Regions from separate parts of the Gasterosteus aculeatus genome. Here region 2 is linked to region 1. A link is a contact called in public Hi-C data. All regions are on one chromosome and are shown on one strand. Each heading gives the region's core, a stretch centred on a gene start, on an enhancer-like site or on the middle of the called end of the contact. The rest is flanking DNA. Distances are from core to core; before and after follow the strand shown.

The links. A called contact is a pair of places that touch in the nucleus more often than the background predicts.
Region 2: a Hi-C map of liver shows a contact between it and region 1, with 4 times the contacts expected there. The contact joins the enhancer-like site here to the promoter of aktip in region 1. A contact is called at or near these places in 6 of 6 Hi-C or Micro-C datasets (blood and trunk muscle, liver, skeletal muscle and 2 more).

What each region holds. Positions count from the first base shown.
Region 1 is chr12:18,996,935-19,002,251 of fGasAcu3.hap1.1, forward strand. It overlaps aktip (akt interacting protein), which reads left to right and starts at 2,993. Exons shown (of 11, transcript XM_040165052.2): 1 at 2,993-3,326; 2 at 3,709-3,787; 3 at 4,074-4,198. The coding sequence starts at 4,151.
Region 2 is chr12:19,037,631-19,042,947 of fGasAcu3.hap1.1, forward strand. chd9 (chromodomain helicase DNA binding protein 9) reads left to right here. Exons shown (of 39, transcript XM_078085550.1): 5 at 405-548; 6 at 1,044-1,112; 7 at 1,271-1,326; 8 at 1,649-1,766; 9 at 2,025-2,111; 10 at 2,368-2,505; 11 at 3,140-3,261; 12 at 4,383-4,626. Among protein-coding and RNA genes, the nearest start is that of LOC144385351, 15 kb to the left of the region's middle. Within about 2 kb of position 2,916, at least 2 of the 9 cell types and tissues checked have open chromatin away from gene starts, as enhancers often do. A contact at or near this core is called in liver, where this site is marked.

The DNA.
Region 1 (5,317 bases), core at 1,743-4,242:
TGCTGTGCATTTCGTTTCGGAGGTGAGATATGCGTCTGTGCTCCGCTGCTCATATGCCTGAAGAAGCCCAGGTGACCTATATACAGAGATGGGCAGGATGGGTGTGCGAGAGAGAGGGCAGGCGGATGTACATCTCTCCATGTATTTTATTAACTAGACTAGACAAATCCCCGAAGAATGTAGACACTAGCTCTATGCCGTGCACGTCACAAAGGGATCTATGTACATCACAGCTTTTTGACTGACCTTTAACCTCCCTATTGGACACTGGAGGAGACCGGCCCGGTTAGATCCATCGTAGGGACAGACATGTGTAGGGGATACATAAAAACATGATCAAGGAGCTACAGTATGTCGTGGCAGGGCCTGGCTGCGGAGTCTCACCTCTTGGCTCGGTGCGGGGTTGAAACGTGGCGTCCCGACCTTTTTTCCTATTTTATCGCCGTAACCTGACAACTGCTTTTGCAAAGATTGCAGCTTAGGAAGCTTAGCTGCAGCAGCAAGTGACCTTTACTTTTATTATGAATATTTCTATTTCCTCATTATTGTAGAGTGAAATCTATGCATGTGATCAGCACAATGGATTTCTTTTTCATTAGTTGTGTAAAATGCCACTCAGTGAATGGAGGGTCGGCCCCGCCAGATTGCCCCTCTCCCCCAGTGGAGGGATTTGACAATTGGAATTAATATGCGTGGAGCTTTCGTCCTCCATTTGTTGGCTGAGGTTTTCCAGGAAACTTTATCAGGGGTAACATTATTGAGAGCTTTGCCAAGAGCTTCTTCATCATGCTCATATCCGAGCTTCCCAAACACTTGTCACTGTCAATCACAAGGTGATAATACACCGATGATTCTCTCATTTGGTTTAATAAAATCTCCAGGCTTATTTGAACTGCAGTCATTACAGCAAATAATTGCTGCATTGAGGTTTTAGCAGGCCATAGCCTCGGGGACAAGGAAAGACTATTGCTATATGAAGGATTTGGCTGATGTTTTTTCTTTTGTATTCTTTACTCCCCAGTTGTTCATATTTCTAAAATGAATATTACATTTGAATCTAGATTTGGCTTTCTTTATTCAAACTAACATTGTTATTACATATTATCTGGATGTGGAATCATCTTTTCTCACTTTTTTATGTCTATGCTGTGAAGACAGGCTTCACCAGGGACTGCCAATTGTAATTTTTAACTGTCATTTAAACGCAATTGTAGACTTGAGTCCATCGGCCTAAAAGTCTCTGAAGAAATGGACCTACAGCAGGGAACATATTTCATGTTAAATTTGAATTTCAGCTGACGGCACGCAGATGGAAAAAAAACAATATATATAAATCTTTCAGACAGGAAAAATCAGATAATAAAATATACCATTACATCATTGATCTACATTGCAAATATAAAAAGGGATCTGATGCTGATATGATACTATTCACATGCAGTACTGTAGCTCATCATCACCGTGGCCCCTGTCAACTTGATATTTTGTATATAGCCTTTACTGCTTTATATATATATTCTAATCAAAATAAAGCTTAATGCCCGAGAAGGGTATAATAATTGACCTCCCACCAAATAGCAGATGCTGAAATATTTCCAGTATTAAGGAAACACAGCTCCAACGGGTTTCATAACGGTCACATATTCAATTAGTTAATCCAATCTCCCCATTTTAATTACATTCATTAGAGTATTTGTTTGACCAAACAAGGTCACAATAGTTGATTAGATAAAGAATCAATGGCAAAGACAAAAAAACTCATTACAAAACCAATGGTGTGAATATTTGCCCCCTTGTTTGTGTCAGACAGTTTATCTCAATGTCGATGGAGGCAAACCAGGCATAAACTTATTTGTTTTGAGGTGATCTTTGATTTGTACATGTCAAAAGAGTGATGGTGACCTTGCGTTGCCGGCTGCCCCAATGAAGCAGCAGGACACTAATTACCTTTGTCAGTGAAGTGTACTTGGAACAATACACAATCAGATAACAATAATGGAGTCAATAATTTGTATTTACTCTGAAACTTGGACAATGTCATTTCTCCCAATTAATGTAATCACCCATGCATTAAATTAGTTTTTTTTTTCTTACCCAGAAAAATAATTAGGGGTAATTGTTAGGAAATCAATCAATCAGCAGAATGAACTGCCAATGAAGCATGGTCGATACTAAAGAAATATGTGACGCAGATGGCTTGAGTCTTATCCTCAAGGGACTATGGCTGTGAGGTGCACTGAAACATTGAAATTAAGGCAATAGAAAAGTGTTTATTATTTTATTATTCATCAGAGGGCCTGCAGCGTTTTTTCTAGGGGACACTGAACAGATAATGTCGTTTAAAAAGACACACAAAAAAAAAACATTGATATTATGATCCGGAGGAAAAGTGTTATGAAAAAAGAAAAATGCACTTGATATTCAGTGTTAAAAAACTCCAATAACATTTAATAATGGCACCTGAAGAGGATAAGCAGAAAATAGATGTATTATTTTGGACTCTAACGTTACATTCAAATATTTAACAGTAGCTCTATTAACAATGTTTATTCAACCTCGAATTTAGCCAATTAATTTAGCAAAATATGAAATATTTCTAAAATGAACCACCCTGGAGTAAACAGCCATGTTGATTTTCGCAAAGAAAATGGGTCAATACCATTTTGGGGAAATGAATTAACTATTAACGGACACGACAGACTTCAATAACAATACAACAATAACACTTTTTTCATTGCAACTTGATTAACCTAGTCAACGAGCAGCAGTGCAGATACCGCTAGTAGACATTATATTCATTATTATATAAGACATCCCGAGCAATCATCTACAACTATTCCATTTAATTTAATATAGCTAAATTAAAAGTCCCTCGAATTAGGTTATCCTGTGGTTTGTCAGATAAGAAAAATGTCTTCTGTTAAAAACGCCTTTTCATTGTGCAATAAATCACCGTATCTTCCTTTCTTTCTTGTTCCACAAAAGAAAAACACAGCAACTGTACTCACGGTTTGATTGACAGCAAGCCATTGTTCCACGAACTACTTTCCCTACTCACGTGACGAGGAAACCAGCAAATGAAATGTGAGAAGTTTATCCTGTAGACCAATACAAATCCGAAGCCATACGCCGAAACGCCCCCTCAGTTGTTAGATTGAACTCTGGTTTCTCTGTCTGTCAAATTATTTAGCTAGCCAATGTTAGCTAGTTAGCCGGTATGACACTTAAAGGACTGACGAACAGCTGAGCAGTTCAGCGATACATACGCTAGGACACACGTTAATATCGCTCTTAAAAGCTCATTGTAAAGCTCTCTGACAAATACGGTGAGTTTCATCGCATAGTTTTTTCTTTCGCAACAGTTTAACTTAAAGGTATAACGTTAGACAATGTGTTGGCAACGCTAAAAGTAGCATTGCAAGCTAATGCTATAACTAATACATTGTTAACCTTAGTTAAGGAAAACAGGTGTGACAACGTCTGTGTGTGCACATCCTGCTTTTAGGCTTTGAGGGAGAATGTGGTTAGAGTTTAAGCTGCAAGCTAACGTTCTGTTAAGTCTATACTGTTTGCTAACGCAACGTTAGCACCGTTATGACGAATGGTACAAAACTCGATATCCTGTCAGGAATGCCACGATATTAATAGCAGATTTTATTGAAATTCAAACACTGTTCTCTGGTGTTGCCACCCGACGACAAACTACAGCGATCAACTTGCTACACAACTGACTTTCCAAACGTCGATGGCAATCAAACTCTTCGCTTCCTTCATGAAAACAGCTAACGTAAGTTAGCACAGAGCTAAGCTATCCCAAACAATCCCTCACATCCCCTGTCATTATAGCGATTGTCAACGTTTCTCATTTTGTTTTTCCATCTGCACTTATTGATAAGACAGATTGATAACGACTATGAAATTGCAATGAAGTATTGCCATAGTGTTAACCTGCTAGATGACACGAGATCCGTATGAAATACTTGACTGTATACTTGAATACTTGACCTGTGTTCTTTTGAACGGAAGCTACAGTCACTTGTGTCAAGCGTCTTTTCTTTCTTTTGTCATTACAGTTTTGGATGGCCAGTACAGCTCTTGTCGTGGGATCTACATAGAAAGAGGGACACCATTCTGAACCTCTGGATGAGTAATGAACTTAAACCCCTTCTGGAGCATGTCTTCCAATTCAAGTCGTAAGGTAAAGTTCAAAACATTGTACTATAATATTGTTTAGTGTTCATATGATGAGCTTGACATGGTAGTTTTGCAAGGGTGCACCATTCTTAAACAATTTAATATGGATTTATCTTTATGGATCATACGCTTGCTAAAGTTTTCAGAAGATCCTTCAAAGTTCCTTTTGCATCATCAATAAATTTCATACATCTGTGATCAACTTGGAGATTAAACGGTACCTGACTTTTTCTCCCAAGTAATTAACACTATATGGTAAATGGGCTGCACTTGTACGACACTTTCCTTGTGCTCAAAGCTCTTTCCCCGCATCATGTCATCTTATGACGAGGTGGTGCCTGCGCATCAGGTATCTTACTAACCATTAACATCCATTTCTACACTGGCACAGTTTGCCAGAGCAACTCTGGGTTTTAAATGCCCCCAAGGACACGTTGACATGGACCAGCGGGAAATCGAATCCCCAATCCGTTGACCTTGCTCTGCCACTGAGCAGAGTTCCCTACATGCATCAGTGTCAACAGCTCTCAGCACTTATAAAGATGATGTGTTGGTACTCTGCACCCTCAACTGTGTTCAGACATCAGTCATCTGATATTTAAGAAAGATAGTTCCTTTTCAGTTTACTTTCTGTAGTTAACGGTTTGTTTTGAGCAGTGTATAGCTTTACCAGCAAGCCTTACTTCTGGCGATTTTAGTACAGCGAGGTAGTGCCCAACTGAATTCCCACAAAGTGAAGGGGAGGTACATTTCAGCATGCTTATGTAAGCGAAGAATGTAGGAGGTCCAGCCTGAGCATGAGTGCAGCAGGAGTTCTTCTTTTCCAGCCTCAAAGAAACATTTCAAACATTAGGTATTCAAGTCCGACTTCAATGAATGTAGACGCTAAATACGTTGCATCATGGCAATTATCCACTGTAAACATTCCTAGCATACTGGTTGTAATCATCAGCATTTGTTGTGGCTTCCTGATGCTTTTTGCTCTGTGAATAGTGACACTGTACGCTGGCTGCATCATTGTGACCGGTAAAAGTTAAACGCAACTTTGGCAGTGTAACCTGAGATGTTGGACACGCCACATTGTAAACTGATCAACTGGGTCGACGGTGGCGCGTGGAGTAGA
Region 2 (5,317 bases), core at 1,666-4,165, 41 kb after region 1:
GACAGGAAGGAATAGAAATAAGCTGGATATGAAAGCACTCCTATGTGTTGGGGGAAGGTTTCAGCAAATATTTTTTAATAAATGTGGTAAATATATCAACAGAGCTACTTGTTGAATCAAAATGATGGATTGAACAATGTCTCAGACACCAAAAAACGTTGGATCAGCCTTTGATAATGAGCTTTATTGCTATAATATACGTGTAAAATAGAAATATCCATTTCCTAACTAGACCATTATGGTACACGTGGAGAATAATCCATTTAATGTTATAGAAGTAGGCAGTAAGCATCATTAGTTTAGATCAAACCTGCCCCCAAACTTTATTCTAATTTTGTTTCAGCAGTGATATTGATGTATGAATTGTAAATGTCCTCCTCACACTTTTCCCTTGGCTTTCCCAGAAGAGGCGATCCAATCGCCAGGTGAAGAGGAAGAAATACTCCGAAGAGCTGGAGGCCAGATTGTCGGATGACGAGGTCAAGGTTATCGTCAAAGCCAAGAAGACCAACGCTGCAGCGTCCAAGTCTGCTGTTCAACTCTTTGTAGTAAGTAGTTCTGCCTACAACTCCCACCATTCAAATGTGTCTGGGAATACATGAGTAATGTTGTGCAGAGATACTCATCACTTCCATCGCTGATGAATCGTCAATGTTATTTCTGGTATTTGTTGTGCTTACGAGGAATTCACGTTTGTCACAATGATGCAGACGAATGTGGTCAGTGTTGTGGCGCACAGCGTGCCGTTCTCACGTTGTGACTTTCGCACCGGGGCCGCTGCAAAACAATTCTACTTTTTTTATACTCTGCAGCAAACTATCACAAATATGCCAAAGTTTGACTTCCAACCATCGTCTCGTCTATTTAGATATGGAATAAAAACAAGGGGGTGTAGAGACCTCAGGAAGAGATCAACTGTGTACAGACTGTTTATCTCCGTTTTTTGTATCTATCGCACACTGAAGTTATGCAAATACTTTCTGTTCGAGGGAAATGGGGAGTCACACTTGTCGTTAAATGTTTGCTGTCCGCTGCATCCGCAGGAGAATCCCAGCGAAGAGGACGCTTCCGTTGTCGACAAAATCATGTCTTCTCGCATCATTAAGAACGAGGTGGGAATCTTCTGCCGCTACGATACCTGCTTTTACTTGATTGCTTTGTTTTTAATCAAAATTCAAAATGTACTTAATGAAATGGCATCAAACAGCTAATAATGATCTCAAAGATGAAATGGAAGTTGGTCTGTAATTATTATTATTATTTTTTACAGGTTTCTCCAGGAGTGGTGGTCGAAGGGGAGGAGTTTTTTGTCAAATACAAAAACTAGTAAGTTCACTTGCAGTTTGTTTTGAATTACAAACGTTTGTTATGAATAATGATCTGAGCCGTGTATTCCGAAATAGTAGAAATCTAATGATCTGTCATCCACCAATACAGCATTCACTAGGTTTTCATCCAAATGATGAAAAGAATTTGACAGACTGTTGCACAAGCTGCACCAGATTTAATAGAGGAGAAGATTCTCTATGACCACATCTGCAGTCTGTGATCACACCTGCGGCCCTCGGCGGATTCACCAGATGCTTTTGAGAACGTGTTTTTCAGGGTTTCTCACCTTAGTCTGTGTGTGTGTGTGTGTGGCTATCAGCTCCTACCTACACTGCGAGTGGGCCACCGAGCAGCAGTTGGTGAAGGACAAGAGGATTCAGCAGAAGATCAAACGTTTCAAGTTGAAACAAGCGCAGAGGGCGCTCTTCTTCGCAGATGTGAGGCTGCGTTTTTTTCCCCGTGCACGTCTTGTGTAGTTTGCACCGTCTTTATTACGTGAACAAATGTATTTTAGCGGTGTTTAATTTACTGTCTGTGTTTTGTCTACGTGGGCAGACACATCTGTGAGCAAATATTTGAATCTCTGCTCGCTCACAGTAGCAATAGTAGTCTCGAATTCCAGATGGCGAGTGGGCTTTTAGGTTCATTCTCTCCCTTTTTTTCCCCGCTCCTGTCTTTCTTTGTGTCCCTCTCAGATGGAGGAGGACCCCTTTAACCCGGACTATGTGGAGGTAGACAGAGTGCTGGAGGTGTCGTATTGTGAGGACAAAGACACAGGAGAGGTAAAGTATATTCCCTTGCTGTCCATGAGTGGCACGCGTGTGTTTTATCTGTGTCTACGTGGCCGCACCTGCTTTACTATGCCGTTTTTTTTTTTTTTCTTTCATTATATTTTCCACTCCAGCGATGCCTTTGTATGTCAGAAGGGCCCGAGGCCATCCTGGCGGGCTTCCTCGCAGCCTTTGTTAATATTGTAAAAGCAGAGCTTGGCCTCGCTCTACTCTTTTGCAACGCTAAATTCTCCCCTGGCTTCTGCAGGAGGTGGTTTACTACCTGGTGAAGTGGTGCTCTTTGCCTTATGAGGACAGCACCTGGGAGCTGAGGGACGACGTCGAGCAGAGCAAGATCGAGGAGTTTGAGCAGCTGCAGGCAGTGAAGCCAGACTTGCGCAGGACGGTAAGCTCCGGCCACCGGCGTTCCTCAGTCATCACCGCGTTTCTTACTTACTAACCACCGCTGCGATGCTTCTTCTTTTTATTTTGTTGGTGGTATTTTGAAGTGGTAAGAAGATGAGTGCTGAAAACACTCACACAGAATGAGTACTTCACAAAACACCTGCTGCCAGTAACTTCCAACAGCAGTGAATGATGTTTCAGCTGTAAAATTAAAAATATCACATTTGTCTCAGAAGACATTCATGATTTAAGATTAGAGCTAAGACTCAAAGAGGAAAAACAATGTTTTTAGCTGTGAACAGTAGATTTCTAGTCTTGTGATTTGTAATGGACGAGCTCTGATTCAACAGTCCCTTCAGGATCGTTATTCTGGTTATATTTACTGTGGACTAGAAAAGGTCACACTGTTTACCAGTATTGATACAGATGCGTACCTCGCGGCCACGCACATACAGTGGAACCACCTGACCTTTAGGAAACATCAGCACTCGCTCTGTGGCTTCACCTCTCCCACTGACCCTCAGATTCCCCCTCGACTGCCGTTGCGATCATTGGACATCTAAATGGTAAATGTTGAATCGTTGGTTTTTTTTAAATGCTGATTTTGTACTCTTCATTCAAAACCTGTCACACAGGAGCGGCCCCCGGCCAATCTGTGGAAGAAGAGGGAACAGTCGAGGGAATACAGGAACGGCAACAGCCTCAGGGACTACCAGCTAGAAGGGGTCAACTGGCTCCTCTTCAACTGGTACAACAGGTCCGTTTCACGTACTTGCACACACCGACAGGCTGTTAGTGCTGCAAGGAATTTATTGGAATTAAAGGGAACAACTTTGCAGAGAGAAGGAAAACCATATTTCTGACGTAATTTGTCATCCATTTATTTATTGTGCAAATGTTGAATGACTCAAAGTGAACAACATATTTTTAAAATAGGTTTTACATTGTGGAATCAATGGACTTAATGCAACTACTCAATTAGTGCTCAATCAAGCTGTATCCGACATAGTTGTTAACAAGTTGTAAAAAGGCAAATTCACTTTTGGCAATTACCTGCTTCTGACTGGATGCTGAATAATCCCTCTCCTGTTTGTTGGCCATGGTGTGACTTGGCTGTATTCACATTCATTGGTCGGTCCTGGAAGGAGCGTCAGATTTCCTGCTGCAACAGCAGTTGCTTTTCTTCGCACACAACTGCAAAAGAAGTGCTGCACATTGCATCTGGAGTGTGAAGTGTGTGTGTGTGTGTGCCTGCATTAATCCTGGGAATTGGCTTCATGTGTGAGCATGCAGGACTGTATGCCTACGCAGAGAGATTCATCAGTAGAGAAGAGAGCTTCTTAAGAGGCCAGTGGGAATATATGCACGTTGCAATTAGCATCAAGACATAATACCCCCACCCACTGGACAGCTGAATAAATGGTTTTACACCACGCAGCAGAGGCAGTTGCATTTGCCATTATTTTGTTTCTCGTCTCTCCAGGTCTGTAATTAGTGCTGATGATGTCGTTTTCTCCTCCATTGTTTCTTTTTAGATTTTTAGTATCTTGGGATTTTTGAATTTTCCTTGTCTTCGCCACCTTCCTTTTTTACTTTTTTTTTTTTTTTTTTTACCCCACTTCATATTTATTTTGTTTTCTTTGGAAGATTTAAAGAAATGAAAACACTGGAGAAATAACATCTAATTCAGATTCATAGTCTGACTTAAAATAATCCCCACACATGCTGTAAGAAGTCCACACCGGTGAACATAATAGAGTTTTCACAAAGGTGTCCTTGGTTTGCAAAGGGTTCATAACCTTTTGTTACACTCTTTCCTCTGCTGTCCTCTTTTTCCTACTTTTTCTTTACCAACCCCTTGTTATTTCCACCTGTCAGACGGAACTGCATCCTGGCCGACGAGATGGGCCTCGGAAAGACCATCCAGTCCATCACATTCCTGGAGGAGATCCTTCGCGTGGGCATCAAAGGGCCATTCCTCATCATTGCCCCGCTCTCCACCATTGCCAACTGGGAGCGCGAGTTCCGTACTTGGACCTATGTCAACGTCATCGTCTACCACGGGAGCATGGTCAGCAGGCAGATGCTCCAACAGTACGAGATGTATTTCAGGGATGCACAGGTATATATGCTCGGATTCTTTTGCCTTTTTTTATTACTAGTATTAGTACAATTTTTTACTTTTTTTTTCTTTTTCTATATCATACCATTCTCATTCATTATATTAATTTCAAGTGGGTGTTTGAAAAAGATTGAAAATCTGAAGCCTTGCTCGAAGACCCTACAAAGGGCACTAATAAAAACATAAATCTCTGGTTAAATACCAACGTCTTGTACACATTACCTACATTTTAGATTTATAGCAGTAGTGCGAGCTATTGTTGTCTTAACAAAGGTGAATGCTTTCGGTCATCTAGTCTGTGTGTTTTGTCACCACAGTAATTGTTTTGGGCTGAGAGAAGCGATGAGGAGCAGGGCAGGAATCCGTTGGAGATACCAAGCCTGGCATTCAGCCGGCCCTCACATACCTGACACAATTGGAATTGTGAGGATTGAAGGGCTTTTTGGTTCATGCGGACATACCTGATGGTCCCCCTTTTCAAAAAACGGATGAGCAGAAAGCAGCCTCGCTGTGTTTACCTTCAGCCTGGAAAGCAGCAATTTACTTTGATTAAAATAATCGCTGTGCTGCTTTTTGGAGAACAGCAGCACTGTGTCATCAACATGAGGTCCTGGGAGTAATCGAATAATATGTTTGAAAACAAGATGCCTGCCCTGAATACAACGACAGGAGCTGTATATTAAAAAGCCAG